7 separate regions of the Mus musculus genome follow, and regions 2, 3, 4, 5, 6 and 7 are each linked to region 1. Evidence: chromatin contacts called from public Hi-C and promoter capture Hi-C data. All regions are on one chromosome and are shown on one strand. The core of a region is the stretch at or near the end of the contact, and the rest is flanking DNA. Distances in the headings are between cores, read along the strand shown.

Region 1 (3,342 bases), core at 526-3,025:
GAAGGGAGTTGAGGCCAGCTAGTTCTACAGGTGAGTGCCAGGACAGTCAGAATTACAGAGAAACAAAACAACAGCCAAATGTATGAAATTATAGTTTGAGTTCTGGTAGACTTGGAAATAAAGTCCTGGAGTTGAGAAAAAAAGGAGATTCAAATAATGCGGATGAATGTTTAAGCTTGTCATAAGCAGTTTCAAAAATAATAGGGTGAATATCTAAGGAACACTATTTTTATAGACACCCTGACGCTTCTCTGTAGTCTCTCTAAGGTTATGGACATCTGACACAGGTCTAACGTGCAACTGTCAGGATGGATGACGTCAATGAACCCCGGAGCAGAAACAAAGGCCTGCAGCACTCTCCTCCCCTATCTACAGACAGGTCTTGTCTTGTTTTGCCAGCTATAAAATGAAAAGCAATTCTCTCCTTATAGGTACTTTAATGATTGTGAGAAAATTCAAAACTGTGGAACATGGGAACAGAGCTCCCAGACTTTACACTTAGGGTTTACTGTCCTCTTAAGGACTATAGTGGGTATCAAAGACCTTGTTTCAAGTAGAATGTGTAGCTTTCCATACAGCAGGTGCCCTACCAACTCCACTGAACACGGAAACTATGGCAGTTATCCTGGCCGTACCTTTCCCTCCTGGTACTTAGCTCTATCAGTTGTAATTATGGGCACAGCGCAATAAACTTTACAAGGGGTAAGTATGGTAGAAAAAGGGGTCTGAAGCACACATACATCTTCAACAACTTGAGGTTAAGTTCGTAAAGACGATTTTTCGGCAGCATTTTGGTGCTAAGTAAGAACGAGTTACCGGTTTTTAATGTGAATTCATGTATATTATCTAAGTTGTGCTCATTTGATTTTTTTTTTTTTTCTGGCAAAAGAAGTTAAAAGGAAGGAAAAAAAAAACGAAGCACGTTGTGGTTAAAGCCATTTCCTCAAATATTACTGTGTCTGTGAAGTTCTACATGGTCTAAGCAGAAGAGTCCAATTTAGTCGGGAGTATTTTCAACGTTTACCTGGGAACCAAGTCTCAGCGAGAAGTACGCACACCCCCTTCATTTAAATACGTGGGCGTCTGATTACTCGGGGAATTCCAGGGCGTGCGTTCAGCTGGCGAGCTTTCCGCAGCCCCCGATAGAGACCAGTTTCACCCATCTGCTCTACGCCCGGGGATGCCTGGTCCAAAGCCCGCTGTGGGCACACTCCGGCGGCTCCCTAGGCTAGCAGCTCCCGCGGCGGTGGCGTGGGATGGGGGATCGGCAGGATGGAAAGCCACCAGCGACGAGCGGATGGCAAGGAAACATCCAAGCCCACCGACAGGCTTAACCGCGGACTCCCGGGTCGCTGGTGGATCGTCTCCAGCCAGCTCCCGGGAAGCAGGCAGGTCGTGCTGTGCCAGGACCCCGCGCTCTTCCGACCTGAAGTTCCCCGTCGCTCAGCTCCGGGTTTCCGCTTTCCTCCGCCCGCCCGCCCCGCTGCGCCCCGCTGCGCCCAGCCCGGCGGAGCTACTCACGTCCTTCTTCACTTCAGTCAAATCCTCCTCCGTGAGGGACGGTGCGGGAGCCTCCATGGCCCAGGCCGGGATGGCGTCCTTCCGGCCCGCGCCACCCCGCCCAGACTAAGGGCTCGGGCCTCCGGGAATCAGGCTGTGACTTCGGGGGGACTAGGAACAGAAGCGGGGGAACGGCCGGCTCACGGACGAGGAGGTGGAGACCTCAACGCCCCACTTCCGGCTCCGCCCCTGGGGCCAGCGGTGCCGCGCTCAGCGTTCTTCCTAACTCAGGCACCACCCTTCGGCGAGGCGGGTCTGCCTGCAGGCCCCACCCACCTACGTGCCAGCCAATCAGTACTACCCTCGGTTACGTCTCTGCTTCCGCAGTGGCTCCGCCCACAGCGGGCGTCCCTCTAACCACGCCCCCTTGTCATTTACATAGGCTTGCGGATTGGACGCCTGAAGGATTTGTTTCCGTGGGCGGAGCACTGGCCGCTCAGTTTAGCGGGATCTCCCCGCCTTCGCAGACTCCTCGTTTGGGTGGAGTGTGGGCTGAGTCGGCCAGAGCATTTTGGTTTGCTTCTCTTTTCCAGATGTTGCGGAACAATTTCCTGTTGTGCTGAGCCAGGTTTTACAGTTGCGTGATCATACGTATATGTATACACGCACACATAACTTCCGTTTGAGGGCCTGCTCTGGGGGGCCACTGCCATTTACCACCTAGAACTAGGGAGACAGGAGCAAGGAGATCTTGAGAGCAGAAAACAAAACGACAAAACACAAAGAAAAAAAAAAAACTGTTAAAAGATTTAAAAATTACCTGCAATCCCATCAATTTAGCAGCACAGGTAGTGTTTGGGTACTTTTAAGTCTCTATTCATTAGAAGCATTTCTCCTTATTAATCTATGCAGTAGAGACAAATTTAAAAAGCTAGGGCCTCTAGGAGTATATTTAAGGTTCTGAAGCTACTTGGTACACAGTTACACTCTCTTATTGTTATCCTTTATCTCTGTTCAGTAAGTAAATTCTAGGGATGCTCTGATGGGGAAGTTGTTTATTGGAGGCCAAATGGCTATTTTCAGAACGATATTTTAACTCGTAGCCCGTGCAAAACGTGTCCTAGTGGATGAGGTGCTCCACATAGAGTCCTAGGCAGAAAATGATTATGTGGTCGATGAAGTAAATCTGCAAGTGTAGACTGAAATGTCAAGAGGACCAAAGGCAACAGGAATCTTTATCTAAAACAAAAGAACCAGTAGAGGCTTAAAGCCACATCTCTGTAGCTTTGATCAGAGTTCTGGAATCTTGGTGTTTACATTATGCCAGGTCTTTTTTTACGCTGATGTCTAGTATACTAGAGTGTTTTCCTGTGTCCTTAGTCATCCGTTGTCTTGTTATAACCCAATTTGCTTAATCATTTGCTCTTTCCTGTAGCAACCATCTGTTGAATGGCAACTACTGAACTACACCCAGATCTTCTTCTAGCAAATCAAACACCTCTGTCCTCCAGCTAGGGTGTGGTGGCACAAGCTAGCTAGCTGTGTTGGCCAACCAACTGCTTGCATCTGACCCAGCTATAAGCAGGAATAAATCATAAACTTACTTAAAACATTAGGAGGGTTTTTTCCTTTTTGCATTTTTTCCCCACATTTTGGATATGTAGGTTTTTTTTTGTTTGAACCCTGCAGATAAGAATATCCTGTCTCAAAATAAAAAACAATAGACCCAGTCATAAGTATTGTCAAAGTTCAAGGTTATTCTGGGCTACTTAGTAAATTACTGGGACAACCTGTGCTATATAGTAGGAGCCTGGCTCCAACAAACAGAAAAAACAACAATAA
Region 2 (3,342 bases), core at 280-2,779, 9.2 Mb before region 1:
TGTAGGCCTTTTTGACCTGTATTATTCCCTTTGGACCTCAACCTCCTCCTGTAGTTGAAAATAAATTCCCTCTCCATTCTGACAACTCACAAAATTGTCTAGCCAGCCCTGTCTTGATCTCCAGAACCACATACATGATGCACAGACACACAACAATTTCTACTATATTTGCACTAGTTTATTCTACATATCCAATATTATTACAGGTCTTCTCTTATGACTTCACTATGCTTCCCCATACATACCTTTCCTCAGCTCATTTAAATGTCATGTCATCCACTTTCAGCATCTTTTAGTAATTTCTCTCACAATCCACACTTATTTATTGGACAGGTGTTGTTGGTTAAGTGTTTCTATAATCTAAGCAATTTCTCTCCATCTCCCATTATTATCTTTTAAATTTCCACCAAATCTTTCCTGTTTGTGTTACTTTAGTAGACTCCAAATAAAGCTCTGCTTATATTCTTGCCATACCCACCAACATACTTCAGTGTGTCTGTGCCCTTTAAACATAAGGCAGGTCACCAAAAACCTGGGATGACTCCAGTTCACTCAAGACTATAAATTACAAGCTCTGACTGCTATTGCTGTTATTATCTATCGGGCCTTTCTGTATTTTCTTAATTTCCTTCAGCCGGAGTGTATTGTGAAACAGTTATCTCCTCCCCACAAATGTGTCCACTTTAAATACAGAATTAAATGCTGAGGTCAAGGCTTTAAGTGAAAAACTAAGCTTACTCAGAAACTTAAAAGTTCATAGGGAGCTGCTATGCAGAATTCTGAGTTAGATTTTAAAGAAGAGAAGCTTCTCAAGTCAAATTGTAGTGGTAAGATTTCTGGGTTTCAGACTGAAATGGCTTCCTCAAATAGCGTTCCTCTCTATGTACTATGTGAAAGATTAAAGAGATCAACCTGTAGTACTCGATATAAACTTATGCACTCTACAAGAGAAACACATATAACCACTCTATGAAAGTGTATTAAGTAAGACTGGTTCTTTCCAATATCTGGCACCTTTGGTTGAATCTCCTTGAAGCAAGTGAACACAACAGAGTGTGCAGTGCTGGCTAAAGGCGCTAGTTCAGTACTGGGCCTGGGAAGTTGGACAACTGAAGGGTGCAGAGTAGTCTGGCCCACCAGAAAGCATCCCACAGAGCCGAGCCTCTCTCTGGTTCAGGGGCCTGGCCTCCCTGGGAGGCTTCTGACAGGAATAGGAGCTCCGTGCGGGCAGGTCACCTCAGCATCTGGGTGGTGGATCCACTAATGGTGGGTGGGTTGGTCTTCTCGGTCGCACCGCGGGTTGTCAGACACGGTAAGGCAGGAACCCAGAGCTCCGCACAACCCGACCCCGCTAGGTGCCCGCCCATCTGCCCCACAGATCGTTGCCCAGGAAACGCCGCTTGCGCACGCTCACGCCATCCTAGCTTTTCAAGTCTCAGGGCGCTTCCAGGGCCGCGGTGACGTGGAGAGCATGGAGGAGGCGGGGCGGGGCGGGGCGGGGCGGGGTTTGGAGTGCGCGTGCGTGCTAAGTGTGCTCCCGGAAGTCGGCCATGGCGTCTCTCCGCGAAGCCACCCTGCGGAAACTGCGCAGATTTTCTGAGCTGAGAGGTACCAAGGCGGAACTGAGTTCTCTGCCCCCCTGCACGGAGAGCGCCTTCCCAAGGACCCCGCGCAGCTTCCTGTCCGATACCCCTTCCTGTCCGCTCCGTCCTGGCCAGGCCAGCCAGACTTTTCCCTTTTTCCCTTTTCCTCCTCTCTGTGCGAGCCTAAACTTAGATGTCAGGAAGGAGCAGTAAGAGAATTACCAACGGGAAGTAACACTGGCTTAACTCAGTGGTAGAAGACCTTTTGCTTAGAGTCTGCAGTAGTCGTTACCTTGTTTCTTTTCTTTTCCCAAGCCCCGCTGCTTAACTCCACTTTATTCCAATGTAAACCCCAATACGGAGGCAATCATGGCTTTAAATTTGATAATGTAAGTTTGGGGTACAGCTGTCTGGTAAAATTGATATTTATGAGTGCCTAAAATGTACGGTCTTATATTTGGATACCAGAATGATTGGAACTATTAAATCCAAGCTAACATGTCTGTCTCTCTCCTCTCCTTCTCCCTCCCCTTCCCCCTCCTTTCCTACCTATTCCTCCTTCTTATCTCAGTCCCTCCCTCCCTCTTTATCTTTCCCCTCCCTCTCATTCTCTCTCAACTTGTTAAAAACCTTATTAATATTTTTGCTGATTAGAGGGTTCCACTGATTCTTGAAAGTGCAATTTGTCATTTAATGAGTTCATTGAGAAGTTTAGTCCTGGGGTTTGTGTTGTATTCTGATTGCTTATATAAAGTGTAGTTTGATCATCGTTAATAAAAATATTAGAAGCTAGGACTGGTGTCGCAAGTCTGTACTGTCATCTACTTGAGACGCTAAGGCAGTAGGAACGAGGTTCAAGACCTACCTGGATTGCACAGACAAATAGACGATGATAATTGATAGACAGATAGATAATAGGTAGATCGATCGGTCGTGTGGTAGATAGATAGAAAATAAATATGAGTTCAGAGCCAATCTGTCAAGTAGTGGAAGAGTCCATGATTCACTGAAGAATGAGTCACCAAAGAATGATGCCCCAGATTCCAACAGTATGTAAACACAAAGAGTATTTATTCTGCAGAAGTCCAGCCTTCTGGGTCTCCCATTGCCAAGATAGAGAGACCCTGAAGTGAACTCGCAGGACCAATTTCAAGCACATTAGAGGAGTTCTGGGTTAGGTAGGCTTTGCCTTCCTCTATCTCTAGTCAAGTGCATTAGTGAGAAGGGGGGAAGTATAGAATAGAACTTCAATCTGTAACTGAATGTGAACAATCACTTGCAATAGCTTACTACCTTTGAACTAGCCTGTCTCAACCCTGTCAAACGTAAGATACTAAATTAATTAAATAGATAAATGAAGGATTATGAACATAGCTCAGTGATAGAGCTGGCAAGCATAGGACTCTGTGGTTATTTCCCAGTACCACAAAAGAAAAGGAAAGAAAAAAATGATAAGCAACAATAACAAAAGACCACATTCCTAAACAAAAACCTGGAAGGAGTGGATCCTTGAGTTGAAATTTCTCAGCCAGCAACATTAAGGGCCCTGGTTCGCAAAACTTGCTTTTAGAGGGTAATGTTTGCTTGTTTGTTTTGTTGATTGGTTTGTTGGTTGGTTGGTTGGTTGATTGGCTGGTTGTATCCCCTTCTTAGTATGGAAGATGGTAATGATTATCCTTTGTTAGCCCCTGTTTTGAAATAGGCAAACTTGTAAGTGAGATGACTGATAGCATTAAAAGAAGGTTCCTTGCTATTTTTC
Region 3 (3,342 bases), core at 357-2,856, 8.0 Mb before region 1:
ATACAGTCAGTCAAATATTGTAAGATCGCTAACCCTTGTTATTCCTGTTTGAGAGTGAATGTGAGGTGAAGCAAACACACTGTACCAGAGACAGAGAGACACGCTCTCAAAGCATCTCTCCAGGCTACCCCAAAGTCTCTGTTCCAATGAAGTAGCAATATCAAGATGCTTAATGGAAACAGAGCAAAGAAGGTCATATTTACATCAAAGTACTTTTCAAATACTTTAGTAGAAATGTTACAGAAAAAAAAAAAAAGCCATAGGCTTCCAATGCTATCTGACAACATTTGCCATCTGGTTGGTGGGAGGTAGGTGTGTGCCTGAATATTCTAAAGAATGTACCTAATGGTCACAAAGCTGTTAGCTTACACATAAAGGAAGGCAATAAATGGCTGCCAAGGAGGCTAAAAATGGCACAGATAATGTTGTTTGTGGACCTGGAACATTCCACAATCAGAGGTTTAAACAGCTCATCAGACTAGCAGGCCATTCAAAGGAAGATACCTTTTTCTGGAATGTTCCCTTACAACCATTAGAAACTATGTTTCAGGAAAGATTGTTGATGTTGAAAGATTAATCTTATAGATCTGAGCATTTATCTCACAATGGAATCCACATACCTTTTCTAGGCTTTGGTGTGCCTGACAATGCTACAGGTAAGACAGAGAGAAGATGAGAATTTTTCATTGTTCATTAGTCTCAAAAATAAGCTCCTGTCTCCCAGTTCCTTGAAGCAGAGAGCAAGAGGACTATTGACAGCTTAATCTTTGGCAACTAAGGTACCCAACACTAAGAAGTTTTATAATCTCTCATCTTTATAACACCACAGCTACCATCTCAGACACAAGGTCTAACTGGAAGACAATGGGAATTTAAGCAAAGTTTACAAACTCATGAGCAAAATTTCACTCCCAATGTTCACTGTCTGGGGAGCTTTTGGATAGGCTCAGCTTGGGTTCCCAAGGATGCTTCCCACATCTATATAAGTGGATAATAAGTAGCCTTGAAAACGTTCAGAAAAATAGATGAAATAAACACTATTGTGCTTTGGTTTGTTTAGGTTTTGCTACTTGGCTCTCGCTGGCCTCAAACTCGCAGTGATCTTCCTTCTCAGTCTCCTGGCACTGAGATGTCTTAGTCGCCCTGGCTACACATGCAGCTAATTTCCTATTTAAATTTTAAGGAGTACAGACTACCTATCGATCTAGCCCAGAATTTGTTGTTCCAGTGAATACCGGAGCCATAAAGAATCTGACTCTCCAAGTAAAGGTCACAGCTGACTGCTAGAAACGTCTGGCTGCGCCCTCTGGCCTAGATTCGGGTCCAGCTCTCCCGGGCAGCCCTCTGGAAAGAACGTGACCTTCGGGCTCCGGTGACACTGGGCACACAGTCTTCTTCTCCGGGCCAAGCACAGAAGTTTAGGCTCGGGCAAGGTCGGGAGCAGGACGCATGCGCAGAGGGCCTTCAGGCCACTCCCTCTTCTGGCCCAGGTCCGGACCCGAGACCCTCCCTCATCTAGCCCCGCCTCCCAGGCCACACCCCTTGAGCCTGCAAAGACCACGCCCAAGGTCTTCTGCTTGGACCCGTCATCCCTCTGTCTCTCAGCCGAAGTCAGTCTGAGAGCTCAGACCTCATCTGTGTGTAAAGGGACTCCCTAGGCCACGCCCCCGAGGTCTGCAGACTTTGACCCGCACGCCTCCGCACCCCTAGAGTCTAAGGCCCGCCCCTCTCCTCCCTCCAAGCCACGCCTCCTGGGGGCGGGACCCCCGTCCGTTTTGCTTGCTGCACGGAGGTGGTCGGAGGCAGCAGATCGAGGAGCCATCATGGCAGCGGCGTTCCGCAGAGGCTGCAGGGTGAGCGGGTGACCGGGTGGTATCGGGAGGGTCGGCCCTACGCGGCCTGGGGGAAAGCGGGAGCCTGCGGGCGTCCCCCCGCGCTGCCTGCCGCCCTCCCTCACTGATCTCCGGGCTCTGACCCCTGCAGGCGTGGCCCTGCGGACCTGCTTCATTCTGGGTCAATGGGCTCAGCCACTTCTCTCCAGTCACCCACGCTTCTTGAAGGGAACCCGGTGTCAGAACCCTGCTGTGGCAGAGGCGATCACTTCCAAAAAACTTTGACTGTAGTCCCACCCCAGGAAGGCATCAGTGTGTGGTTCTGTAGCCACGGGCGTGAACAAGTGTTAGGATCCAAACAGGTTGATCCTGGGTGTGCACAGAACACAGGCACAACACGAAGGAAAGGGAAGTGGGCCGCTCCGCTCGCACCAACAGGGTTAGGACGCCTGTGGTTTTGTGATGTACAGGCACCCTTCCAAAAAACAAAAGGGAGACAAGCCTACCGAAGAATTTTCATGAAGCTTGCTTTCTAAATGTTGTACCCTGCAGAGTTTTGTCTCCTAAGCTGTTTTAACCACTAGTTTGTTATATTAGCGATGTGTTCGTACAAACCTCCATTTATACCACCTAAAACTGGACTGAAGTTGCCTCTGGCACCGAAAGCTGTAGTTTTAGAATTTACAACACCATTACTATACAACTCAACAGGTTCTGAAAGCAGAAATTGAAGGGTTTTAAAGTTATTTTTTATTCTGACAACAGAACTACAGGTTTCTTGGTGCCTCCAAGGACAAGAGAGGGAAAGTCTAACACCATAACAAAACAGAAAATGCATTCCTTTATCCTATTTTTCACACCGGGATAAAACCAAGAGTCAAATTTCTAAGTAATTCGTTACTTAGTTATGCTGTAGTTGCGGGCTTGAAGACTAAAGTTAGTAGTGTTCCCATATTGGAATTCCTTGGTTTTGGCAGAGAGCCAGGAATAATAAACGCAATTCTCTTCTGACTTTAGAGTTTCAGAGTGTCGTCGTTCTTTATATTGGGTCTCATTTTGTAGTCCAGGGTGGTGCGGCGCTCACAGCTTCACCTCTGCCTTCAAGCCTGGCTGTCTTATTTTAATAATCTCCAGTTATCTCCTAGGATTAGTGAGCCTGATTTTCAGGTGTAAATACAAATTGTGTGTTTGGAACTGTTCCCAGACGGGTGTTTGCAAAACTTAAACTCTATGTTGTAATGCTAAGTTTTTAACCCTGTTCTTTTTTTTATTGTTTCTAAGCTGTCTACACACAGACACGTGCACACTCACATACACAGACAGGTGTGTTCACACACACAGACACACACAGACCTGCACATCCTCTCTGCACAAGCAATGAGCAGGCTCGTGCGTGCATTAAGCTACTCTAATTGAATGACTAATGTCAGTATATAAGGAGCCCAGTAATGGGCCCGCCACTTAAGTTGTATAAAATGCAGCTGACCAGTTTTGTAGAGTGGTGGTCTTC
Region 4 (3,342 bases), core at 507-3,006, 7.5 Mb after region 1:
CCTCTAAGTGAGATGGAGAATTGTTTTTAGGTCTCACATAAATCACACAGTGAATAACATAAAATTAAAGGGCCAGATACAGTGAGGCAAACCTTTAGTCCCAGCGCTCAGAGGCAGAGGCAAGTGGCTCTCAGTGAGCTCGAGGCCAGCTAGATCTACACTTCAAGTTCCAGGACCGACAGGGCTACATGGAGAGATTCCATCTCAAACCTTCCACCCTAAACCACCATCAACCAGGACAACAAATATGTGCATATATATTATTTATATTTAAATTGTGTATACATATATATAAAATCAAAGGGCTGAAGAGATGGCTCAGTGGTTAAGAGCACCCACCTACTGCTCTTGCAGAAAACTCCAGGTTCAGTCCTATGCATCTACACTCTCACAGCTACCTGTAATTCTAGTTCCAGAGGATCTGTGCCACCCCCTGGCTTCCACAGGCTCCTGCATGCATATACACACACACAGGCACACACACACACATCTTAAAGGAGGGTGGGAGGTGGGGAAGAGATGGAGGAGGAGGAGGAAAAGGAAGAAGAAGAGGAGGAAAGAAAGAAAAGGAAAGAAGACTATGGAATACATGTCCCAAGCTGGGGTGTAGCTCAATGGTAGAGCATGTGCCTTGAATGCACAAGGCCTTGGATTTGAGTCCTAGCACAACAATGGACAAGCCAAGCAAAATCCCACCCAGAGTCTTTCACTAGGTTTGGCAAGTAATTCAAGGTTAGTATTCAAGCTTAGTATTATGCGACCTAATTATCTTTTCCTTGGGATGGCTTATATAGCATCACTTTAGTGCAATACTTCCCAGTGGAAAGGATCCTAAGAAATATCCAAATGGGGGTAAAAATACTATAACCATCTCTTATAACTGTGCTAACTAATGCATTAGCCATTTGCCACAGGTGGCTATTGAACACTATAGATAAAGGACAAGTGTGAACTGAAATCAGGTATGATGTAAAAATTTGAAAGCTTAGAAGAGTGAAGAATATCTCAATTTAAAAATACTTATAACGTGGAAATAATATTGCGAGTATCAGGTTGGGTAAACATACCATTAGAATTAATTTTATGTGGCTCTGTAAAGTTTACAATTCCATATGAAATTTATATCGCGCATCTAAAGCAATGAGCTACTAGAGCGATTACACTCAGTACAGACCTTCTTAACCACGGAACCAAACCTAGTGAGAAATGCTGGGTTTTGATCAGTTCACTTGACGCTTATGAAATGTGTTGACAGAATAAAGGTTGCAAGCCACTCACTGGGTTTACTGGAGATGGACTTGAAAGTCAAATAACGTGATTTGAAAAAAACAGGTACACCGTGCTGCACGTAGAAAGCCAAGGTCGAAGGAAGGGCCTAACTTTGCTTGGGAGTTTTGAGCACGGCCCGCGCTCCAAATCTGATCCTGCAACCCGGGCGCGACCCGGGCAAGTTCTTCCGTCCCGCGTGACGGGCGCGGGCCTCAGCCCACCGGGCTCCGGCGGAGCAGAGCAGAAAGCAGAGCTGCTCTCCAAGCGCGGCGCCGAAACAAAGCCTCCATGCCCTCGCTGCGGCTGCGCTCGCCTTCCCCGGCGGGCGGCAGCGGGCCACCCGGGCGTTCCCCTCCTCTGCTCCGGCCCACCGCGCGCCTCCATACCTGGTTCGCCATGGCCGCTAGTTCGGGATCGAGCGCTAAGGTTCACGAGTGTAGCGGAACCCGGGTGAGGGCTGGACCGTGCGTGAGGGGAGGGGCTGTGCGCGGGAGGCGGGCCTTCGATGTAGGCGGGGCGTACGTGAGGGCGGGAGGAGGTGGCTGTGCGTAGGGCGGGACTCGGCTGGGAGGCGGGCCTAATACCGGAAGGGCGGGGCCCGCGTTTCGGAGCCTGAGTTTCGGCTACTGCGCTCCGTTGCTGGGGAGGCAGTAGTTTTGGGGCCGTGAAGCGCTTTATTCCAGGCTGGCTCAACTGAGCCCCTGCAAAGCATCTCTGTGGTATTTCCTTGTCTAATTTTCGTGCAGTCTTTGTACGTTAGACGTGAGAGAAATATAGCGTGTGGTAACACGTGTGGGAAAGCACGTGTAGAACAAGCCACGCCTTCCGTGTGTCCCTGTCCGCGGTCCCCCCGCCCCCCTCTTCCCGGGCTTGCACGCGCTAGCTAGCGAGCTACTGATTTGCGGGTTGCATGCGCTAGCGAGCTAATGCAGCCCCTTGTTTTGCGGGTCTGGGTCCAGGACGAGTCAACACTGCGGCCCTCAAGGGCTTTGAAGGAACACTAGAGGGAGAGGTGCCCATCCTAGCAACAGCCCGACCTCGGATTTCAGCAGGTTACGACCAGGTCCTGGGATTTCAGGGACCATCGGACACGGAGAGAAGTTTTCAGGAAGGGAACCGAGGGAGCAGAGTGGGCCCCTTTTAAGAGTGGACCAACTATGTGGAGACAGAGGCTGCTGTATTTGCTGATGTAATCCCAAATGCTGCTTGTGTTGAAATGTACCCACTAAAACACCGCATTTTGTCTTTTTCATGGCTCATTTCCTGATTACACACTTTAAGGGTTGACATTCTCCACGGTACTGTTCAAAGCCCTTCTCTCACTTCACACTAACTCACACCCTGGCTTTTAACGTATATAATTAATAGGATGATCACCATAGTCTGTCTCCAGTCAGGGTAGTGTTCCTAAACTCCAGGCTTGAAGTACCAAGCCAGTGTGTATTAGGGTATCTCAGTGCTTAAAACCCAACTTACTTAAAACTAATCTTGTATTCGTGCCTCCTAATCCTTTTAAATGATTCCAGTGTCTGGTGATTAAAATATTCAAATATACAAGCCATTTCCAGTCAAACCACCACATGTGGATATTATAAGTTATACTCCTGTAAGAAGTTGAACAAGTTGAGGAATTCATAATTCTTACAGAAGTGAAGTCACGCAGGGAGAGCTGCTGCCCCCCGAAACAGAAACAGGAATACAGAGAATCACAATCCATCAGACTAGAAATTCATCATTGCAAGAAGCAGTACTAGGGCCAGAAACTGAAGAGTGATTGACCTATTGCTGTAGGCACTTTGTAGTTTAGTCTGACTTTTGTAAACGACGGAGGATGCAGTCATGTGGAGTGGAGTATTCTCATACTTTGAGAAGTTTATTTTCACGATTTTTCAGGGAAGGAGGGAGAAAAATTTTCCTACTGTTTCCTTTAGAGCAGTGTTTGTCACGTGTGGGTCATGACCCTTCTGGGGGTCGAATGATCCTTTCATAGGGATCACGTATCAGGTATCCTGAACATGAGATATTTTCATTACGATTCATAACAACCAGATGATAGTTATGAAGTAGCAATGA
Region 5 (3,342 bases), core at 627-3,126, 6.8 Mb after region 1:
TGAAAGCTAGACATACCCTGAAATTATTGTGATATGTAATTAGCAAAGGAAGTAACAGGAAACTTAAAGCAACTTGAAACAGAGAATGTAGAAGACATTTGTGAAAATTAAGGAAAGAGAGAGAGAGAGATCAACCATGTGAAGCAATAGAAAGACCTAGCATGGTCTTTTGCAAACATTTGGGAAAAAGAAGCAGAACAAGGCACGTGCATGTTTGTAGACTTGGGGGGGGGGGTGGTCTTACTGACTGAACTGTGCCCAGCCATCGAGCAGAAATCCCTAAGACATCGGAATGTGACCTTGTTCAGAAATCAGGTCATTGCAGACACCAGAGTCAAGATTGGGAGTGGCCTTCCCGATCTTCATGACCAGTGTCCTTATAAATAAGGGAAAACTGGACACATAAGCACGTAGGGAAAATATGTGAAAGCTAGAGTCATATTGCTACAAGGCAAGGAAGAGGTACCCTCAGAAGATGTGTGGTCCTGCCCTGGTTTGTCTTCTGGGCCCCAGATGCTCAGTAATTTTGTTTGAACCCTGTGTATAGAGATTATTACAACAATCCTAACAGCCTTCTGCAAGATGAATTATAGGCAAACAGGAAGAGTAGTTTTCTTCCAAGAACGGGTGTTTAACATCTGTATCAGTCTATGCCTGAGCTGCTGTAAATAGATCACACCTGTCTTTAATTATGTTGCATTTTTATTTCAGAAAAAATCACATAAAATCCCAGTACCTAACATATCGAGATGCTCTTGTGATCTGTGCCTGTAATATTAGCGACTGGTCTGTGAGAGTCACAGATGAAGAAACAGCCCCTTCTGGCAGCAAGAGTTGCAGCTCCTCTTCCTACAGATCGCCACAGGCCTGGGATAAAGTCCAGGCAGGCAGGGGTCAGGACACGTGCAGGTCTCCTACTGTCTCTTCTTCTTCCTTCTCCCCCTCCTTCTTTTATTTTACGTTATTATTATTATTTATTTTTTTGGTTTTTCACAGGCGGATTTCTGAGTTCCAGGCCAGCTGGTCTACAAAGTGAGTTCCAGGACTGCCAGGGCTACACAGAGAAATCCTACTGCCTCTTCTTGGTGCAGAGCCCAGTCTGGGACCCCGAGCCCCGCGAGAGCATGTGGGAGCATTTCGGTCACAGTCCCCGGGCGGCTCGTCATCCACCGAGTTACCCCCGCCCGTAGGTGGACTTTCAGTGTTTCTGATCTCAGCACGTCTTTCCTCCCTGGCACAGCCGGAGTGCGGCGGACACAGCCTGTAGGGTCCCGCCCGACGGGTTAAAGGGCTTTAGGCACTGGCTCGCCGAGGGTGACCTTGCGACCGCTCTCCGCTGGACCGGCTTTCCCGCCAGCCCCGCAGGACAGCCTGATGCGCCCTGGGGACGCGCCCGCGGACATCTACGTCCTCCTGCTCCGCCACCCCGCACATGCTCGCCTGGGGCGTGCGCTGCCAGGCACGCTCCGGGCTGAGACTTCCTCCCGGGAGGCTCCGTCCCAGCAGCCCGGAGATCTGAGCCCTGCTTCCGCCCCTCGAGCAACAGCCACCGAGCTGTACCGCTCCGGTCTGTAGACGCACAGCCCCCGGCGGGCTAAGCCTCGCCGGCCGTGGGCAGGAGGCAGCACTGGCCGCACTGAGCATGCTCGGCGGAGAGGGCGGGGCGCTCGGCGGAGAGGGCGGGGCGCTCGGCCGCGCGTCGGGAGGGCGCTCCTCAGGACGGCTCGGCGCCTCCGCGCCAGCCCGCCCGCCCGCCCGCCCGCACGTTCGCTCGCTCGCTCGCTCGCAGCCGCGCCCGCCGCAGGCTGCGCCCGGCCGCCCCGCCCCGCCCCGCCCCGCCCCCCGCCGCTCGTCCCCGCCGCGGCCGCGCCGCCCGCAGCCGCAGCCGCTGCTCCTCCCCGGCGGCCGCCCCCCGCGGGTCCCTCCCTGGCTGCGGGAGACGCGGAGGTAGAGGGAGGACGCCGCCGCCGCTGAGCCGCGCCGCCCGCACCCGAACCCTTCGCCTCGCCCTGCCGGTCCTCACTCTGTGGGAGGAACATGGGTGAGTCCTGCCGGCCGTCATCGCCTGACATTTTCTTTTCTCCCCCTCGGCGTGCTGCAGGGTGGCAGTGCATCTCTCCTGCAAACTTGCCGGGGTCCCCGGGTCCGCGAGGTGCGGGGCGGCGGCCCTCCCAGGGGGAAGGCGGGCGCACGAGGGCGGCCGGGCCGGCGGGGTCGCGCACGGGGTGGGGTCGGCGGCGGGCTCCGCGCTCGCCTCCCCTCCTCCACGCTTCCTGCCGGCACCGGGCCGCGCGGGGCGTCCCCGGGGCTGGGAGGCCGCGGTGCTGCAGGCTCGGTCCCACGGCGAGCCCGACCACTTGGCGGAACTTCCTTCCCGTGGGCGCGATCGCTCCCTCCCCGGCCTGCCGACGGCCGGCGCCGGTGCGGGGAGAGCCGGCAAGTAGTTTGGGAGGGCGATGGCCAGCCGAGTGCCGAGCGGACAGTCTCCAAGGTGGAGGTGGCGACTCGCCCGCCGCCGCCGTGGGCAGCGCGAGGCTGGCGGGAGCCGCTAGCTGTTGAATTAGTGTTGGGAGACTACGGCGTGCACAGTTCCGGTCCTCAAGCGGTTTTCTGGATTTCTCCTGTAGCTGGAAACTGTGCCCTGTAACACATTGTTAAGGAATTTACATGCTGCCTGTTCTGCCCCAGCTGCCCCTGCCTAAATCTGTATAATCTGATTCTAGTTCCATTGTACTTATAGTTAATCCTAAAAGAATGGATACTTCAATGCAAATGTTTTATAAAACTGTTTATGTTTGAACGTGAGATTCTCCTCAGATATTGCCTACCTGTGCATAATTACAAAAGCACCGGATACAAATCTCTTCTGTAATTAAGGGCGAAAAGTTTCCTTTGATAGTAACAACTTAGATCATCTGTCCAGTACACGTTCCCCAGTTTGCTTCTATTCCATAATTTGCGTCTATCGTAATTTCCCCTTTTAAAAACTGGCTTCTTCGGCGTCCCTCCACACGGACTTTGCCCACTCCTTCTGGGCAAGTTATTTATGAGTGTGGTCCTTTCATCTGTCAACACAGTGCTCAATGCTTAGAGTTAGATCATGGCAATACAGAACCCTCCAGGAAGTATCAGAATCCTAGAAATGATGTGGTAGCCTTTCCCGGAAGACCAAATACTCTTAGCTTTGAGTCAGATCTTTGTCATTTAGTAGGAAGAGGACCGTTGGGGGAGAAGGAGGTGGTTTTAATGAAACAAAGCAGAACAAAACACCCATGCCCCTGAATTTTATTTTCACTTGTTTGTCTTCCAAGTGAGTATCACTGACAGTCGGAACATTTCTAT
Region 6 (3,342 bases), core at 338-2,837, 6.4 Mb before region 1:
GTAACTGAAAACTGGCAATGCAGATCAAAAAATAGCATGCAAGCCGGGCGTGGTGGCACACGCCTTTAATCCCAGCACTCGGGAGGCAGAGGCAGGCGGATTTCTGGGTTCAAGGCCAGCCTGGTCTACAAAGTGAGTGCCAGGACAGCCAGGGCTACACAGAGAAACCCTGTCTCGAAAAACCAAAAAAAAAAAAAAAAAATAGCATGCAATCATAAATATAGCCCCCATGTATATTTGTGTAGTTTTTCTCATCTTGCCAAAGTAAATGAAATAACAAAACTATCGGCATAGTATAAGTTACTGAAACAAGTTATAAAATTTTCATTCTTCCATACTTATATTAACAGTACAAACTCACTGCCAGCATTCATAAGATCAAATAGCCTGCTGCAATCATCGGATTTGCTCTGACCTTTCCATAAGATACAACTGCACCCTCAACCACAGAAGACACTCGGAGAAATGGTCTCATTCTCTCCCTCTCCCTCCCCTCCCCTGCCTCTTTGGTTTGCTTGCTTGCTTGCTTGCTTGCTTTGAAATGGGGGCTCCTGTAGCCTAGGCTAGCCTGGAAGTCCTTCTCTACCTTCCTCCACCTTCCAAATGTTATCTTCTGCCAAAGGCATCTCTAGGCTTGAGCAGTCTACCCTGACTCTCATTATCTTTGGTAACAGGTTTTTCGTAAAGAAAAAAATTGTCAGATCAAACAAAAAAATATCTGGCATGACATGGTGGCAATACATTTGGAATCCCAGCAACTTGGGAGATGGAGGCAGGAGGATCAGGACTTGGGAGGCCAGACATTGGACTGTCTCGAAAAAATTTAAAGAAGAAAAAAGAGAGAGAGAGAGAGAGAGAACATTCTAGAATTCTACATTAAGCACTAAGTCTCGAGACCTTTGGTAAAACGCGTCTTCAGTTTAGTTAGACTCTGCTCCAGCCAGGATGTCAGCCCCTGGCTCCATTTCGCAGGCCTAATACTGATTCCGACAGAATGTAAACCCTAATCTTCAGTTGTGTGCAAAGCCCCTAAGGCAATCAAATCAATCACATTGCCTAACAGGTCAACATGACGAATTTTCCGACGAGGAGCATTTTGTATTTGAAAAATGCTTGAGCGCTTGGGAAAGCACTCACACCGTGGAAATGTGACCCGAACAAAAGCTGCGACCGACAGACGCTACGACTGGACTCGACCCAAACGCTGCGTCGGCCGAAGACACGCCACTGGGACGGTGACACCTCGGTTTTCCCGTTCGTAGCAATGAATAACGGGGCGGCGCGCACAGGTCGCGCCCCCCGACCCGGATCCCTGACCACCGAGCCGCCCGGGCCGCGCGCCGGGGCGAGCCTCAGCCCGGCCGCGCCCGCCCTCCCTCCGGCCCGCCGCCGCCGCACGCCCGCCCGCCCGTCCGCCGCGCTCACCTCAGCCCGCCGCCCAGCGCACTCCTCCTCGGAGCCTGAGCGCTCGGATCCGCAGGGCCGCAAAACGGTTCCGCAGCGCGGCCCGCAGAACCCGACCGCTGCCCGACGCTTCCCTCGGCAGCCGCCGCTCCTTCCGGTGTCTCCGCGGCCGCTGCGGGCGTCTGGGGGCGGGACCTTGGGGAGACACGCCCCGGGGCGGGGCCTCGGGCCTGGCCTCGGTTCTCCGCTAGGCCTGTGCTAGACAGGCAACCTGAGCTGACGTGTACACCACTTCGGCCGCATTTCTGCTTTTATTCCTATTCTCCCACCCTCTGCAGTCACAAGACAGCTTCCCAAGGTCTCGTCGCGGTGCATTATAAACTCCGCAGTACGGAAAGCCTCAGAAAGGTCTGAAGTTTGCAATATGAAGTGGCTAGCTCAAGGCTGGGGCAGGAGGATTGCGGTAACTTCGAAGCCAGTCTGGGCTGCAGTGTGAGGCTAGTCCTAAACCTTGCTTTTCTAATAACTCCTTTAAGACCTACATTTTCTGGAAGCAAATGCATTTCTCTTTGCCATATATACAAAGAAGAAATTAATCTCTACCATTTTCCACTAGGTTAAATCAAGATCAAATGAAATAGTTACTGAAACCTTGAGATCTTCTTGGTACTTAGAGCAATAGGAAAAAAAAAAAAAACCTTCCACTTATGTGACTGTTACATTCACTTTTTAATATTTTTCCAATTATTTCTATTATATGCATTGGTGTTTTGCCTGCATGCATATCTCAGTGAAGATGTCGGATCCATTGTATCTGGAGTTACAAACAACTGTGAACTAAACTGCCTTCTGGGTGCTGGGGATTGAACCAGTGTCCTCTGGAAGAGCAGCCAGTGGTCCTAACCAGGAGTCATCTTTTTAGCCCCTCACTGTTTGATTTTATAATATGTGAATTCAAACTGCAAAGCTGAAAAAGTTTGTCAGCTGGGCATGGTGGTGTACCCCGGTAAAGCCAGCACTTGGGAGGCTGTGGCAGGATTGTGAGTTTGAGGCTAGCCTGGATTACAGAGTAAGACATGTCTATATGATTAACCCCAAAGTTGGTTGGGAGCATGTATCTAAATATTGTGCAAAATGCCAGTCTCCATCAGAAGCAGGCGACTAATCTGAGGGCTTCTAATTATTCTGCTAGTGGAATCAGAGGATGTTAACCATGATACTCCTTGCTGTCTGGGGCTTGGCGCAAGGGAATGAAGCTGTGTGGGAGGCCCCATGGTTACCACCACTCTACCCTCGGCCTACTCCAGATATTGCTCGTTTGCTTTCACTGATATCCAAATCAGTAATATTGTCATTTTTTTTTTTCGAGACAGGGTTTCACTGTATAGCCCTGGTTGATCTGGAACTCACTTTGTAGACCAGGCTGCCCTCGAACTTAGAAATCCACCTGCCTCTGCCTCCCGAGTGCTGGGATTAAAGGCGTGTGCCACCACACCCGGCTTTCAATTTTTATTGAATGGTTTTCCCCAGGAAATTCATTTTTATTTACCCAGATATAACAACATCAGGCCAAATAAGTGTTTTAATTGGGGGTCATTCAAGCATAGACCACTTAAGGGTAGCTATACCAACAATGAGTCTCTCCCATGCCTCCAGCATTGTTAACTACATTTATACCCTCAGAGATAGGAGGTGCTGCATAAGCCTGGGTGCCCGCCATTGTGTCCATGGGGAAATGCTAACGGGCACAGGATGTGAGGGTTCATGCTGCTAACTACTGCTTTCTGATTTCAAGATGGCAGCCGCCACGAGCTGCCCAGAAGACAGAGGTCCTCAGTGTGCACTTTTACTGTAAAGGTGGGGTTTATTTTTGGAGGATTGATTGATTGACTGATTGATTGATTTGTATGGGTGCTTTGTCTACATATATGTCTGTGT
Region 7 (3,342 bases), core at 247-2,746, 6.3 Mb before region 1:
CTTCAACATACTATTATGCACAAAAACTTTGTTGCTGTTAACATTGATAAAATAATCACATTTAAGCTTTTTGATATACATAAAAATAAATTTATGCTTTTCTGAGTCCTGAATTATTGCATGATACAGCAGGCTAGATACTTGTAATAAAACAAGGAGAATTCGAGCTTCATGTTAATAGAAGAATTCAATTTTTAAATGCAGTTAATTTACTAATTGTAGTTTCTCTTCTCTTCATAGTCTCTCTCAAGTCTACCCCCTACACCTGTATTAGCAGGTAGATATTTATAGGTGAGTGTGATGGCATATGCACTTTCAGAGTCGCACTCTCATGATGACTGCTGATGTTAACTTCCCCATGGTCTTTGGGACATGGAATGTGAAAAAGAAATGTTTGATCCTGATCCTTTCTCTGTGATAACTCCAGCTTGTGTCAAGTTGACACACAAAGCCAGCTGGTACAGATTGAAAACCCACAAAAGAGATAAAAGATGAGTTATTTACATTCAAAATATTTCTCATCTATTCAAGATACATTTTTAAAGAAGGAAAGCATCAGATAACATATAAATGTAAAATGATTAAAACTGTTGATTTAAAAAATTACAACAAATCGCAACAAATGTTTTTTAAAGGTATGAAATATACTAATATTACAAGGGAATACTAAAAAGATAGGGAGAAAACCCCCCCCCACTTGTTTCAAAAAAATCTTTGTCAACAAGTAAATACTTAAAATTAGGGGAAATGTGTTTTGAAGGAACTTGTTACCTAACTGCCTCTCCTAACTAATCCATCCAGGCCGTAAACTGGTCCCGGGTGACAGTTACACTGACCTGAGCGTGCTGGAATCTGATCCTCTCTCCCCTACATTCCCTGCAGTATAAAGACCCCCTCAGAATGGGCTTTTCCGTTTCATTGTGATAAGGAATGGTTTATTAAGTATTATCCCCCCTCCAAAAAAAAGAACCCCTAGTTAAAACCATTCTTAAGTCACCTATTTATGTTAAAATACTGCTTTTCAATGTTATAACAGTCCTTTTACCATGTGACATTTTATATAGTGGCTCCCTCACTTTTCAGATCGATAGACCCCAGAAATTTTGAAAATGACCCAAATTATTTGAAGATTTTAAATGTAAACACCTCATATTTTAGTTCTGCACATTTTATAGCTAGGTAACTTGAAATTGAAGTTAGAATACCTACTGTAAGTTGAGGGCTTTTCTGACTGTATAATCAGTTTAACATGGGATGCCTAATGGCTATAATTATTTCTGTTGCCTTTTTACCTCTAATGGAGTAAATGTATATGTAGTTGCGGCATTCTGTGCTGGTTTGCTAAATCCACAGGAAATAAAAGGGTACAGCTAGGACGAAGGAAAGGGAATAGTTAATCGTGGAGGAGGAGAGGCACAGCTCAGTACTTTGCCTAGAGGCCGCTGGGAAAGTGACGTCCTGTAGCGTTCGTTCGTTCGCTGTTCTAGAAAGTACAGAGACACGTAGTTGAAGTGGGAGGGTCTAGCTGAGGCCGTCTCCGTGCGGTGTCTATTTATCTGTAAGTGAGCTGCCGGGGAGGAATTAAATAGAGACGCTGCCTGCTGCCTCTGGACAGCTGAGCCGAGTTGCTGATTTGCTTTAACTTGTAAGATACCCAGCTTGCTTTATTTTCTCAGGATCATTGTGTTGCTAAGCCTGGGGACGCTGTTTTCTTTTACAAAGGGAAATCTAAGTTCATTTCAAGGCATTCGAAATGGGGAAAGACTATTATCACATTTTGGGAATTGACAAAGGAGCTACAGATGAAGATGTTAAAAAGGCTTACCGAAAGCAAGCCCTCAAATTTCACCCGGACAAGAACAAATCTCCTCAAGCAGAGGAAAAATTTAAAGAGGTCGCAGAAGCGTATGAAGTACTGAGTGATCCTAAAAAGAGAGAAATATATGATCAGTTTGGCGAAGAAGGTAAGCTGCATATTTCTGTACCTTTGGCAGTGTCTGAATCGTAGCTTTTTTTTTTCTCTCTCTCTCAGCCTTCTGGTTATCGTTACATGAGAACATCAGACATACTAAAATAAAAAGAAAAATAACAGGTTAAAACTAAGGTTTAATCCTTGATTATTTGAATGAGCTATGAATGAAATGTCATGTTTGTCTTTGTGGGTTTTTTTCTTAGAATATTGTATTATTCATATTCTCCTGTTAGACTTATTGTTTTAGCATTTTATATTTTAAAAGAAACCTTAAATTCTCATGCCTGTGAATGAATTGTTTAAAAGTCTTATGCAACCTGTTTTGTTTTTAATGATTTTATTGCCAGAATTAATAGAATCTTCAGTCACTTAAAATTTTAAGATCGGCAATTCAAATTCTGGGCCATTTATGTTTTATTTAGAAAAACAAGAAGTTTTTTGTCCTTTTAGAGCGACGCTAGTTGAAACTGAACAAGACGGAGTGGTGTGTCGTAGAAGCAGAAGGCACAGGCATTTAGCTTCTAGTTGTTTTTGGCAATCTGCCTAGAGAGGAAAGAATTTCCCTGATGTCATAAAATACCAGAACAAGTTTTTAGCTTAATTATAAACAGTTAATATTGTGCCAGGAGAACAAGATCTCTCTCTCTCTCTCTCTCTCTTTCTCCCTCCCTCTCTTCCTCCCCCCCCCCCCCCGCCCTCCCGCCCTCCCTCTCCTTCTCTAACCCAAAATGGCCACCTAGTTGGAACAATGACTGAGTTTGTTTTAGTTAACTATTTCTTTTGGAAATTTTACTATGTGGCTGAAGAGGAAGCATGACAGCTGCCCTTTCCCTCAGCCATACTTTTTTTCTTGCCTTCTGAGATCAGGACTCAGTGAGCTCAGTAGCCTTTGAGAATCTCCTTTTACCATTCCGAATTTTGTCCAGCATCTCCATAAATGTCCATAAATGTCGTAAATGTGGCCATAAAGTAGGAGTTTGAAATTGTCAGTCAGCAGCAGCGGCAACCATGCATTAGTTCACGTGAGTTCTGGGGTTTTCAAGTGTTAAAACAGACTAAAGTTCTTTTGCATTATTCTTCCCCTAATGTCTTTTAAGTCACGGTGGCTATGGAAACATACTGTTTTCCCCTTGTTTATAGCATTTAAACACCAGATTTCCCTAATTAGAAGTCCTTCAAACAGGGCCATGCATTAAGCAAACTAAACCGACAACTCAGAGCAGTGGTGGGCCCTTTTCCTCCTGCTTTAATTTTGGGTCAGTCCCAAGCATGCTGCTGCCTGTGGTTGTAATTCGTGCAAATCCACAGTGTCAAGTTCTTACAAAGTGAGTGAGTAATTACAAGAAGCAAGATGTGGATAGTTGAGGCTG

What was found. Promoter capture Hi-C pulls out the DNA fragments that hold promoters and counts their contacts. Hi-C and Micro-C count contacts between places; a contact is called where the count stands out from the background.
Region 2: a contact with region 1 is called in a promoter capture Hi-C map of pre-B cells. The contact joins the promoter of Fpgt here to the promoter of Bcl10 in region 1. A contact is called at or near these places in 2 of 39 promoter capture datasets (liver and pre-B cells) and 1 of 484 Hi-C or Micro-C datasets (CD4 T cells).
Region 3: a promoter capture Hi-C map of pre-B cells shows a contact between it and region 1. The contact joins the promoter of Acadm here to the promoter of Bcl10 in region 1. A contact is called at or near these places in 1 of 39 promoter capture datasets (pre-B cells) and 1 of 484 Hi-C or Micro-C datasets (CD4 T cells).
Region 4: a promoter capture Hi-C map of pre-B cells shows a contact between it and region 1. The contact joins the promoter of Adh5 here to the promoter of Bcl10 in region 1. A contact is called at or near these places in 1 of 39 promoter capture datasets (pre-B cells) and 1 of 484 Hi-C or Micro-C datasets (CD4 T cells).
Region 5: a Hi-C map of CD8 T cells shows a contact between it and region 1, with 9 times the contacts expected there. The contact joins the promoter of Rap1gds1 here to the promoter of Bcl10 in region 1. A contact is called at or near these places in 2 of 484 Hi-C or Micro-C datasets (CD4 T cells and CD8 T cells).
Region 6: a contact with region 1 is called in a promoter capture Hi-C map of pre-B cells. The contact joins the promoter of Usp33 here to the promoter of Bcl10 in region 1. A contact is called at or near these places in 1 of 39 promoter capture datasets (pre-B cells) and 1 of 484 Hi-C or Micro-C datasets (CD8 T cells).
Region 7: a contact with region 1 is called in a Hi-C map of neutrophils, with 8 times the contacts expected there. The contact joins the promoter of Dnajb4 here to the promoter of Bcl10 in region 1. A contact is called at or near these places in 1 of 39 promoter capture datasets (pre-B cells) and 1 of 484 Hi-C or Micro-C datasets (neutrophils).

What each region holds. Positions count from the first base shown.
Region 1 is chr3:145,922,695-145,926,036 of GRCm38.p6, reverse strand. Bcl10 (B cell leukemia/lymphoma 10) reads right to left here and starts at 1,775. Exons shown (of 3, transcript NM_009740.2): 1 at 1,522-1,775. The coding sequence starts at 1,578.
Region 2 is chr3:155,091,565-155,094,906 of GRCm38.p6, reverse strand. It overlaps Fpgt (fucose-1-phosphate guanylyltransferase), which reads left to right and starts at 1,529. Exons shown (of 4, transcript NM_029330.2): 1 at 1,529-1,608. The coding sequence starts at 1,551. Lrriq3 (leucine-rich repeats and IQ motif containing 3) reads right to left here and starts at 1,473. Exons shown (of 8, transcript NM_028938.2): 1 at 1,237-1,473.
Region 3 is chr3:153,942,907-153,946,248 of GRCm38.p6, reverse strand. It overlaps Acadm (acyl-Coenzyme A dehydrogenase, medium chain), which reads left to right and starts at 1,606. Exons shown (of 12, transcript NM_007382.5): 1 at 1,606-1,853. The coding sequence starts at 1,824.
Region 4 is chr3:138,441,507-138,444,848 of GRCm38.p6, reverse strand. It overlaps Adh5 (alcohol dehydrogenase 5 (class III), chi polypeptide), which reads right to left and starts at 1,756. Exons shown (of 9, transcript NM_007410.3): 1 at 1,656-1,756. The coding sequence starts at 1,667.
Region 5 is chr3:139,073,735-139,077,076 of GRCm38.p6, reverse strand. Rap1gds1 (RAP1, GTP-GDP dissociation stimulator 1) reads left to right here and starts at 1,876. Exons shown (of 15, transcript NM_001040690.2): 1 at 1,876-2,041. The coding sequence starts at 2,038.
Region 6 is chr3:152,344,723-152,348,064 of GRCm38.p6, reverse strand. Usp33 (ubiquitin specific peptidase 33) reads right to left here and starts at 1,587. Exons shown (of 24, transcript NM_133247.3): 1 at 1,426-1,587.
Region 7 is chr3:152,191,999-152,195,340 of GRCm38.p6, reverse strand. Dnajb4 (DnaJ heat shock protein family (Hsp40) member B4) reads left to right here and starts at 1,496. Exons shown (of 3, transcript NM_025926.5): 1 at 1,496-1,964. The coding sequence starts at 1,754.